4 separate regions of the Zea mays genome follow, and regions 2, 3 and 4 are each linked to region 1. Evidence: chromatin contacts called from public Hi-C data. All regions are on one chromosome and are shown on one strand. The core of a region is the stretch at or near the end of the contact, and the rest is flanking DNA. Distances in the headings are between cores, read along the strand shown.

Region 1 (3,040 bases), core at 263-2,762:
TCAGCCGCCGCGTCCGACAGGATCGGCGAGGAAGCGGGAGCGGCCTGCTGCGGCGGGCTGGTCGCGGCCTGCGGCGACGACTGGGACGAGGCGGACGCGAACGACGACGGCCGCTTCCGGCGCTTCTTCTCGTAGGCAATGCCGCGCGCCTTGGCCTGGCTGTCGCGGACCTCGCGGAGGTAGAGGCGCACGGCGCGCGCGCCGAAGGGGTTGGCCTCGGGCCGGCCCCCGTGCTCCTCGAAGGCGGCGCGCAGGCGGCCGACGAGCGCGTCGAGGCTGCCCCAAGCCTGGCGCAGCGGGCACGGGCACGGCGCGGGCGGCGACGGGTGGCCGAAGAAGGGGCACCCCGCCGCGTGGACCTTGGTCTTGCCGAACTGGTCGAGGTAGCGCAGGAACTCGAGCACGTGCGCGCCGCTGCACCGCGCCAGCTCCAGCGGCGGCCGGTGGTTGCGCAGGTACTGCCCGAACGTGTGCCAGTCCCGCCGCTTCTGCGACTCGTAGCGGCTCGGCCGCGTCGCCTCCGGGCTGTCGGCCGCGCCTCCTCCGACGTGCATCTGCATGTCCTTCGCTTGCCACTCCCGCCCCAGATCTGCATGCAAGAACCCCCTCGGTTAGTGCGACGGCGACGCCGGGAACCAAAACACCGAATCAAATGACTGAGCTTTTCGCCGCCATCACCCAGGACCAGGAGCGAGCTGGATTATATGCTTGTAGCTTGTGGTATACTAGGAGTACCTATAATCCTGAGCTTGTGCAGAAGGGAGAGAAGCTTTCGAGAGGGCGGAAAGTGGGAAGCAGAGAAGAAATTGTAAACAACTAGTTCGGGATTTCGTGGTCCTGGATTCTGCTGCTACTTAATCGAGAAAAGAGGAGTAAAGAACTAGGGTTTGCAACAGGGGAGATGGAATCAGAATCAGAATCAGGCCTGGTCCAGGGCAAGTACGGCGCCTCTGAGGCCAGCACATCCCAAGAATTGCCTGATCTGAGGCCAGCAGCAGCTCCAGCTACTGCGGCAGCCTAGCTAGAAAACTCGCGCGCGCAGCGCACAGGGTGGAGAAGGGCTAGTTGGGTAGCCGAGCCCGAGACACGCCAATTTTAACGAGTTGCGAGAAGAGATCAAGAGAGCAAGTGAACAACGGAAATCGCACACCAGTCGAGCTCACCTGAGCGCCCGACGGCCTCGACGCCCCCCCCTCTCTGGGCTCAGGTCGACTAGGCGGCGGCGCCGAGGCGGGAGACGGGAGCAGATGCGGTTTCCCTTTCTGGGCGAGAGGCTGCAGGAGGCGAGACCGCGAAAGAGACGACGGGGAGTGGTTACAGATGGAGGAGGACGGGACGCGGGTGGCGATAGATAGGGTGTAGCTGGAGGCTAAACTGTGGAGGCGAGGACGGAGCTGCAGCGTCGATCCGGGACACGAGAGGTGGGGGAGAAAGAGCTAGGGAGGGAAGGGAGGCGGACGCGGCCGACCGGGCGGTGACCCCAATCATTTATGGCCACGGCGGGTGCAACAGTGCTCGCTCCGGAGGTAGGCGTAGCATGTTTATACTATCCCTTGTCGTTTCTACGTTAAAGTAGGGCTGCACAAAACACTCGTAGCTCGTGAGCTCGTTGGACTCATGGTCAGCTTAGCTTGACTCGACTTGGCTCCTTTCAATTTTGTCACGAGCTGAGCTAACATATCAGCTCGGTTCGTTAACGAGCCAACTCGACACGAGCTCGAGCCAGCTCGTTAGCTCGAATGGGCTAGCATTTATCTGAAAAACAAAGCCTATATATGTATTAAATGAATTAATAAGTGATAAATTATATTAATTTAGGGTTTAAATGATGTGATGTATAAAATTATGAGTATTATTAGTCTTTTCTGGTGTTAAATTAATATAAAACTAGGTACGTGCCCGTGCGATACCACGGAACACAAAATTGTGAGCCTTCAACGGGCTTAGGGCCCTGGCGACGGGCACAATGAGAGCACAAGTTTTCAACTAACGATCATTGGAGTCAGTGTCCACAACAGTGAAGATTTGTTCGCCTGTCAAGTGCTGTAGCAACAGGCCAAGAACAGCAATGAAGTGGGGGTCACTTGATGACAGTGCCTCCATAACTTCCCTATCAAACTAATTGTTGTTCACCTCACGAGTATGCTCCTCTTGTCTGATAAACGAACATTAGAAGAAACAATAAGCATTAATTAGAAAGAATACCCATAAGTTATTATGAATTTGCTACACAAGTAAACATAAGGCTGACAAGTTGGACTGGAACAAGCGATGATCACTTGACCATAATGTGCTTAATGGTTTGCTACTGACAAATAAAACAGTAAAAATATAGCTAGGAAGATAGATTGAAATGGTTCTGTCAAACAAAAACAACAGGCAAACAATATTGACCCTGTCCCACTCCCACCAATATAAAAAGGGAACCTTTTAGGGAATAAGAAACCATTGGAAATCCACAATTTTGCTATGATAATCATTTTTTGGTTGTGCAAACCACTCGTTTAGTAGCATTGGTGTCGATCCTGCATCCAACAGTTGAACAACAACACAATAGTAACGAGTAGAAAAGGTAATAAATAAATTCTCCTCCATATGGAACATTGGAAACAGTATGGATCTGATTGGCCAAAGCACTGGTAGCATGAACAACCTCTCGCTCTTGAAGTCACGCATGACCTCAGCTTCTGGTTGGTCAAAACCGCAGCGGACGGTTGCTGCGACTGGCCGACTGCGTCGGCGGAGGAGCACCAACTTGAGGAGGCGGTGCGACTGTAGACGTTGAACCTAGCATAAGCATGTGTTGTGGCCAATATGATCCGACCAATGCGATACATGTCAATGTGCCATACATGGTGTGAAAAACGAAATCCGTACCTTTGTAGTGAAGACCACGGGTCACATGATCATAGTAGTGGTAGCTCCTAACACTCGATCTTGATTCGGTGAAAACTTTTGGGTGATTTTCCTAAGTTCGCTGCGGAACGTATATAGTGCGATGGAATATATTATTTGTATAATTTAGCAATCATGCATAAAA
Region 2 (3,034 bases), core at 194-2,693, 180 kb before region 1:
ATTTCATCATCAAAAAATCGAGCTTGATCACCATAGAGAAATCTGAGGAAATAAGATATAGTTTTCAGGCATACATTTAACAGTATGTAATAATAAGATACCTCAATAATAACAACTGTATACATATGGAGACTAGCAAACATATTTGTACTATCAAAAACTATATTTGTACTGTATCCATTGAAGACACTAGTTATATCTAGATGCAGGATACCACATTATATGGTTCAGAGATGAAAATTTGGAGACATTTCAGAAGTTCAAACCAAAAGGATCACTTACTTGTATACGGAATCACCACCGGTGCCAGTTCCAGTTGGATCGCCAGTTTGTGCCAAGAAATCCTTCTCCACCTTGTGGAACAGACACCCATTGTAGTACTTCATTCTGATCGGTCAAAGAAGAAAACCAGAGAATAAGTACCCTAATTATCTGAAACGATAATCTGAAACTCGTGAGATAGTATTTTCCATAATTTAGTGATAACAAAAGAGCAGGCAGTCATAATCTCCAATGGTGAAAATTCAAGACTGTGCAAGAAATTGAGTGCAGGAGCCACAGTAGAAGCTAAATCCAGTTCCCATAATGTCATAAAAATCAACAACGAGAAACCTAAGAAACAGAATAGAATCCTTTGATGGCGCCTAAGACTGTGGCTCTATCAACGCTATAAAGGTCCAGTACCCGCAACGCAATTGTTTCGAAATTTCTGGTAGCATACCTACGAGCCTAGAAATCAGTAATCAGCTAAATACATTTGGGACTAGGAATCCCACGAAACTGATGTGGAAACTACGGATAGATGCAGGATCACCAACTTGTACCTATTGCAACTGCAACCCAAAAAATACAATCAAACCAATAGTGACACTACTATGCCGAATTGGCCAACTGAAGAGCTTGACACAGGGCAGTACATAAATCATCCGCAGTGCTGGTTGTCAGAAATTATAGACGAACCCCAGAGAGATCGAACAAGCCCTAGACGCGAGAAACTCACTTGCAGAGCTTGAGGAAGTTCTTGGTGGTGAGCGCGCACCGGTCGGTGTGGAGATCCACCTCGATGTCGCCCACGCTGGTGACGATGAGCACCGACATCTCCTATACTTGCCCGCCTCTGCCCTCAGCTATCGAACGGCGGCGAAACAACGCTTGGGGGAGGAGGAGGCTAGCGCGGGCGCCGGATGCTTCTGCGGTTTCGTCAAAGACTCAAACCAGGCCCAGGCAGCAGCCGTACAAGGTGGCGCGTTGGATGTCCTGCCCTAGCCTGGGTGCAGGCGTAAACAACCAAGCGGACGGGAGAGGGAGCGGGGAGGGCGGCGGCCGGCGAACGTGTGGAAACCGGCGAAGAGGAGGACGACGGGCCACTAGAGCCGCGGTCAGATGGGCTCCCGTGCTCTTGGACCGATTGGAAGGCCCAAACCAAAAAGCCTTGTCCATCATGGTCGGTGAACGTGTGGAGTATCCATTTACGTAGAGAAAATTTGGTACAGTTATTGCATTAGACAGAAGTACTGCCAAGTGCCAAGGTAATAAAAAATTAAAAAATGTGAGCTGCTCATAGCATGCTGCTGAAACTATGAAATTTGCTAATAGCAGAAATAAATTTCTTTCAGTGCTAAGATGACACACTGCCAGAGATGGCAATAGGTAGCCGAAAACTGACTACCTGACAGGATTTTACCCGATATAAGGCAGATACGTGACGATTTTTTTTACCCGTAGGTATGTTAATAGGAAATAACCTCTACCCGTTGGGTAGACGGATACAGGTACATGTTGGTACTTTTTTTATGAAGGGGCGAAGCCCTCTATTTCATTAAGAAATAGGAAAGATTGAAACAACCGCCACCCCGCGGTAAAACATCCCAAAAGATCGAACACGGCCAATACTCTATCTAGACTCTAACCACTATCACGAGATCAGTGAAGAGCCTACGATAACAGGAGAAGTTTTGGCCTACGATGAACTACATAAGACTTTCTTATTTACAGCCCAACAAGACAGGCAGAAGCCACAAAAGGAACTGAACAGTCTAGCCAACGGGTACATGTTGGTACTATCCATGGATAAAATATACCCTCATCAATACCACTATAACCATCTAATAGAACCTATCTTAGCTAAAATAATACACTTAGCTATCATTTGTTTAGCTACCGAGTTATGTAATCATATGATTTGTTATATATGAAGTTGAACTTTTTTTATATGTGTATTTATTGGTATATTTGAATTTAACACTTTCCTAACGGGTACGGGTTACTCGACACGTAAAATTATCCGTACGAGTATATATATGGGTAAGATTTTATACCCACGAGTATATATGGGTAACTCAATAGATAAATTTTTTTTCCATCCCAACGCACTCCACAATGAACCATGACACATGCACACATGTAGCGCTGGCGCACATGCACGCGCGTCACAGTTGCCTCGCCAAGATGGCCCGCCACACGCATGCGCGCCGCCACCTGCCACCGCTGACTATTCTTCACTTCGTGTCCCCTTCCTGACTCCTGAGCTCTTGTCGCTCTTTCTTATCTCGCCATCTTGCGGACCTTGCGCGACACCTGCTCGGATGTACGGACGATCGAGTTTTTACGGAGCTTCGTCGTGACCGCTCAGTGCCCACCGATCAGAAGATCACCTTCTTCCTCTTATCCTTGTCGAGCACACGAGGAACAATACTGCGAATATATGCATACACCGACTATGATATACTACTTTGAACAACTCACGATACCGACTTGTGCGAATGAAGCCACCAACACCTTAAGTTTGGGTTCCTCCCGCATGATATAAATTTATTGTTGAATTTGTGAAATGCAGTATGTGATATAAATTTATTGTTGAATTTGTGAAATGCAGTATGTGTTTTTTTACTAAATCGGTATATTTCATGTGTGTATACGTGTCGTCGCAGCCATGACGTTGTAATTTTTTTAAAAAAACTAAGATTAACAAGAAAAAAATGTCTAAATAAGCATGAACGCTATTTAAGCTTGTAAACTTACTTGTAATATATTA
Region 3 (2,702 bases), core at 68-2,567, 230 kb after region 1:
CTGCCGGCGTCATCTCAGACGCCGCCGGCCGGCCCGCTGTGCCCGGTCACACACACGCTAGCTAGCTCCCCTAAGGCCTCAACAAAATAAGGGCTTGGTGGTCTGGAAGACATGAAATCACCCACCACCGGCTACCGAAAGCTTTCGACTTTCCACCTTTAATTTCAGTCGCCTGAAAGCACGAAGAATAGAGAGGTGAGGAGGTAAGGAACTCACACAGTAGCAGCCTAGCAGGTAGCCAATTGCAGATCGAGGAAGGACCTAGCGAGATGGGCAACGGCGGCAGAGCCGCATGCAGCTTCCACTCTCCGCTAGCTTCCACTCTCCTCCCCCAGCCAGCCCTCCGCTACCTTTTACCTCCGTTATGAAACAGGTCTACCTTATATTATCTTAGTAATTCAGATCTCTGTCAGCTCAGGACAAATTCAGATCTGATCAAAAATTAATGGAGGAAATGAGTTCATCATGCATGCATGGAAGGTCATATGAAAGGAAACATTATATTCAAAGGGGATATTGGAATTACAATCGACCCTAAGGAGAACTTTAATTATTTAGTTACCACTACATCTATCACACTTATCTCGTAATATACACAGAATCAAAGCACACATTCTCAAAATTAAACCACATGGTGAGCCCAGCATCAGCCCACGCCGGCACACTAGTAGAACTATTAGCACACTCAAACAGAAGGACCGTCGAGGGTTCGCTTCGCTACTAGCTAGCTGCAGGATCTAGCCAGCGGGCGAGCGGAACAATCCTCTGAGCTTTTCCTCCACGCGAGCCGCAGCGCGCCCGAGGCGGTCGGAGCCGCTGAGCGTGAGGAAGGCGAGCGCCGCGCCGACCGTGAACAGCCCGAATCCGAGCAGGACATGCTCCGGGTTGTCCGCGAGGTTGGCCACGGTCCCGTGGAGCACCACGGAGCCTCCGCAGGCGAAGAAGAAGGCCGAAGCCTGGACGCGCCGGTCCCTGGGCTGGAGCAGCTCCTGCAGGATGACGGCGACGCTTCTTTCCTCTAGGACCTGGGCTCCGGCTCCGGCTCCGGCGGCGGCGGCGGGTTCTTCCTCGTCGCGGATCGCAAGAGTCGGCACCGGCGTCGGCGTCGGCGACTCCGTGTCCGTGGCCATCGATCGATCTACCTCGGCGGCGGCGGGTTCGTCGTCGCGGATCGCAAGCGTGGTCTCCGTGTCCGGGGCCATCGATGGATCGATGTAGCTCGGCGGCGGGGTTGGGTTGTCTCGAGTCCTCTCCTCGATCGCCTCTGGTGGAGCGGTGGGATCTTTGGCTGCGGGGTCTAGGGTTTGGGCTCCTCCCGCACACAATCATTCACTGGCTGGTGTTCTCGGGTCGGGTGCCCTTTTGTATAGCCGGAGGCCCGGAGTCTGTCTGAGACGTTCGGTTTGGGTCTGGACGCCTGGCAGGGGATATGCTCCGGCCGCGCGTCGTGATTCGTGAAGCGGCTGCGGCTCGCGGCTCGCGGCACTGGCAGTAGACAGTAGGCAGTAGGCTTGGAGTCTTGGCTGGCACGGCATGTTCGCGGGCTTGGGCTTCCCTACAGTTGGCGCAATTTTTTTCATGGGCCTGAGATTATATGACGCGGGTCTCCACCTTCTTTTGTTTGAGTTTCGAAATGTTCACGGGCCGGGCTTTTCTAGGTGGGCGGCGGGTGCGCTGTTCCTTTCAGCTTCGAAAGCCTCTCCCTCCCATCTCTGTAGCCTCGTCACTTCCGCACCTATTTTTTCTCAAAAAAAAAAAAGAAAAAAAAAAGGAAGACGCAGCAGCGCTTCCGCACCTACCGTTGACGAACAAGCAGATCTGCATCTTGTGCCAGCATAGCATGCCAAGGCGAGATCTCTACGCTTCCCCTTCTTCATCCTCCCTCTTTGGTTTCCCTGATGAATGAACTACTATCTGTCTATCTATATGGATCCTACGGGACATCCATCCATCAGTCTACATATTTTCATCTATAGCCCGATGCCAAGCAGAATAAGCAGCACCGCGTGCACCACAGGGGCAGATATATAGACGGCATAGAATAGCGCTGGCATGTCATGCACCCAAGACGTACACACCAATTTGCATAGCTTTGGCAAACTGATGAAGGCCGGCGAAATAGAAGGTAGGTAGTAGCAAAGCGTGTAAAATAGCTAGTGGTGAAGTTTCCTAAGTTCCAGGTGATGAAAAAAAATCTCCCAGAAAAGAAAACCAATGCAAGAGAGGTATGGAAGAGAAAAAGACGACGCTGCAATCACACCTACGGTCTGAAAAGCAACGACGAGCAAAAAAAAACAAGAAGAAGAACGAGGCACGTACATGTGGCTGCCTGCCGAGCATGAGCAAGATTGATGACGGCGGAGGCCGCCGGCGGCTGCACGGCGGCAAGCATGGTAGCGCGACCCGGCCGCGCGCCGTGTTTAGTCTACTCTAGTCTCACCTGATGTGAGGGGAACGGATGCAGCTGCTAGCTACATAGTAAGTGGACGAATTGAAGCATGTTGGGTCGTCGTGGGCCAATTGGCCATAATGGACCATTGGAGCCAGTCGCGGTCAGTCGACAGCGAACGTGGCTGCCGCAGCTAGGAAACAAAAACAATTTATCATGCACCAATCATCTTGCAGATCTTGCGCTGCCGGGGAATACGACGAGAGGGTGCCAGGGTGGCCAAAATGGAGGGGGCCGGGCGGATCTGGTCGGC
Region 4 (2,730 bases), core at 130-2,629, 140 kb after region 1:
AGCGAAGTCGACGAGAGTTCCGTGACTCACGCAAATTATCAAGCACCTAGTGAGCATCACACTAGCACATTAATTTATTCCATCCATCGACTCAATCAATTAAAGAAATAGCGAACTAGAGAACGGTTACCGATTTAATTAAAATTCCAAGCAAACATTGTTGATTCTTGCTCAGGTCTTCTGTCGAGCACTTGGTAAATATCACGCGACTAGCTTCGTCTTCATCCGATGCTTGGGATTTCTTGACGACACGACCTTCGATTGAAGTCTGGAGCGAGCTGGTGAGGTGGGGGTCAAGCAGGGGATGACGGGTTCGACGACTCGATGGTAAACGTGAACATGCCAACCCGATGGATGAGGAGCGAGGACACACGGGGTGAGCAGCATGGATGGGTCGGGCTCGGTCCAGAGGAGGACGACAACTTCACCGGCGAAGTCCGACAAACGCCATGACGGGTTGGAGACCGGATCTAACAGCGGCGTTGTACTATGACGGACTAGAGATGGCATAGGGAGTCATGGGCACGGTAGAGCAGGAAGGGACGCCACAGCAGCGCGACACAACGATCCCCCACAGTCGAGCATGAGCCTATATCGAATTACCAAGCAGAGCACCAGGGCAGCCGCAAGGTGGGTCGACAGAGCGGCTTTCATGGCCGAACAGGGAGCTAGCAGGGCCGACGGATCGACGCGACGGGATGAAAGCCGTGCACTGCTCGTTGGGAATTAAACGCGAGCTGGAACCTGGGCACGCGCGCACACAGGAGCAGCGACGGTCGAGTGCCAGGAAGGGGACGAGGTGAGGGCGAGTAACATATCACAGAATTCAACGATGGGACCATAGACCACGGCCGGATGGAGTTCGGCGCAGGCGCCCAACGAACTGGTGCAGTCTGGCGTTTTCGCAGTGGAGGAACAGAGGATGCCGAGTTGGAGCAGGGAAGCCCGCGGCATGGGAGGAGTGACCAGCGCTAGAGAGGGCGAGCAGGGAGGTGGGCGGTCGAGCTCGAGGAAGCCTCCGAGCTGTGGCCGACGCCATGGGTGAGCAAAGACGCCGAGTGGCGCAGAGAAGCAAGGACGCGTCGAGTCGCAGAGAGGAGGGAGAGAAGAGCAGGGTCAGTGCCAGTGGAACTCAAGGTGAGCTCGCCGATGCCGATGTCCATGGCCAGGACGCGAGCACCAATCAAGGAGTAGGGGCGCAGACTGGAAAAGCCCTGGACGCAGGGACGCGCGGGATCTGGGCGAGCGCAGGGAGCTCGACAGGAAGATGGCAAAAAAAAATTCTAGCGGTGGCTGAAGGATAGAGACGAGAGAGAGCAGTGGCGGCTGAAGAAGAAATCAGAATGATAGAGAGACGCGCGTGAGGGAAGCAGGCGCTGCAGCGGCTTCAACAGCAAAAAAAAAAAAAAAATCCCACGGTGTGGATAGGAGCAAGGAGACTCGGTGGGAGGATGAGAATGTCTGACGCGGCGGCTGAAACAAAAATTCTGCGGGGAGAGAGATTCGTGAGGGATATTTCCCATTTTTTTTAAATTTCTTTCTTTTTCTTACCGAAAATCACTGATATTTTTGAAGCAAGATTCGAACCCGATAAATCTTTAACGGGTCGGATTTGAACGTCATTGTGATAGTCCTGACCATATTAAATTAATCTGAAATCAAATAAAGATCCGCTTGCTACCCGAGCAGTTGGATCAGAGTGTAATATAATTAGATCATACCAAAAAACATCGACTTTGGATATTGAGAGGGGGTTGATTTAGTTGAAACCAAACGAAAATGCATCTGCCCTCCGAACACCATCGATTTCTTTGCTGAGTTCAGCGCACTCGGTCGGGTTTGTTTCGGACCAAAAACCGTTGTCGTTAAGTTCTAATTATTTTATTCGGGATAAAATCGGAGGACTGGACTGAATTTCTAAATTCGTATTCGCGCGAGCGATGAATTTTAAATAATCACCAGACGCATCGATTTTCGGAACAACTATGCTCCGAACATCACGAAAATTTAGGAATAGCCCGGATAGATAAAAATGATGTCGAACTCGCGACAGACGAAACAGTTGCGATATTAAAATCGCGATAGGTGAAGATGATTAAAATTTAACATCCGTTTTATCCACTAATATTACGTGCTTAACTCCATACTCGTTGTCGAGCGGAATATAAACACCAGGGGTGTTACACATATCTAGTAAAAGTAAATATTGGTTTAATTTTAAGCAACCTTTGCACTCACCTTATGCAAACTAGTACAATTATGCACTTATATATTTGCGTTGGTTTGTGTTGGCATCAATCACCAAAAAGGGGAGATTGAAAGGGAAATAGGGTTTAACCTTTTACTATAAATAATTTTGGTGGTTGAATGCCCAACACAAATAATTGGACTAACTAGTTTGCTCTAGATCATATATTCTACAGGTACTAAAGGTTCAACACAAACCAATATAAAGATCAAGTTAGGGTTCAAAAAGAAAGGAGCAAAAGAAACCGAAGAGAACCCTGGTCTGGCGCACCGGACTGTCCGGTGTGCCACCGGATAGTGCCTGGTACACCAGGGTCGTACACTCTGAACTTGCCACCTTCGGGTTTCAGAATAGCCACTCCGCTATAATTCACTGGACTGTCCGATGTGCCACCGGACTATCCAGTGCGCCAGCGGAGCAACGGCTAGGCAGCGCAACGGTCGACTCCAACGGTCGTCTGCAGAAGCTACAGTGCGCGGACA

Evidence for each region. A called contact is a pair of places that touch in the nucleus more often than the background predicts.
Region 2: a contact with region 1 is called in a Hi-C map of bundle sheath, with 2.6 times the contacts expected there. The contact joins the promoter of LOC100216940 here to the promoter of LOC103629646 in region 1. A contact is called at or near these places in 6 of 25 Hi-C or Micro-C datasets (bundle sheath, ear, leaf and 1 more).
Region 3: a Hi-C map of tassel shows a contact between it and region 1, with 2.8 times the contacts expected there. The contact joins the promoter of LOC100278674 here to the promoter of LOC103629646 in region 1. A contact is called at or near these places in 2 of 25 Hi-C or Micro-C datasets (ear and tassel).
Region 4: a contact with region 1 is called in a Hi-C map of ear, with 2.5 times the contacts expected there. The contact joins the enhancer-like site here to the promoter of LOC103629646 in region 1. A contact is called at or near these places in 2 of 25 Hi-C or Micro-C datasets (ear and tassel).

The regions. Positions count from the first base shown.
Region 1 is chr6:101,917,916-101,920,955 of Zm-B73-REFERENCE-NAM-5.0, reverse strand. It overlaps LOC103629646 (protein G1-like1), which reads right to left and starts at 1,512. Exons shown (of 2, transcript XM_020539328.2): 1 at 1,164-1,512; 2 at 1-589. The coding sequence starts at 560.
Region 2 is chr6:102,099,842-102,102,875 of Zm-B73-REFERENCE-NAM-5.0, reverse strand. LOC100216940 (peptidyl-prolyl cis-trans isomerase CYP59) reads right to left here and starts at 1,443. Exons shown (of 14, transcript XM_008649233.2): 1 at 1,001-1,443; 2 at 283-387; 3 at 1-42. The coding sequence starts at 1,098.
Region 3 is chr6:101,685,038-101,687,739 of Zm-B73-REFERENCE-NAM-5.0, reverse strand. It overlaps LOC100278674, which reads right to left and starts at 1,317. Exons shown (of 1, transcript NM_001175072.1): 1 at 488-1,317. The coding sequence starts at 1,202. The coding sequence ends at 738. LOC103629645 reads right to left here and starts at 2,513. Exons shown (of 3, transcript XM_035960031.1): 1 at 2,320-2,513. The coding sequence starts at 2,340.
Region 4 is chr6:101,776,335-101,779,064 of Zm-B73-REFERENCE-NAM-5.0, reverse strand. No RefSeq gene overlaps it. Among protein-coding and RNA genes, the nearest start is that of LOC100278674, 91 kb to the right of the region's middle. Within about 2 kb of position 1,379, at least 11 of the 20 cell types and tissues checked have an H3K27ac peak or open chromatin away from gene starts, as enhancers often do. A contact at or near this core is called in ear and tassel, where this site is marked.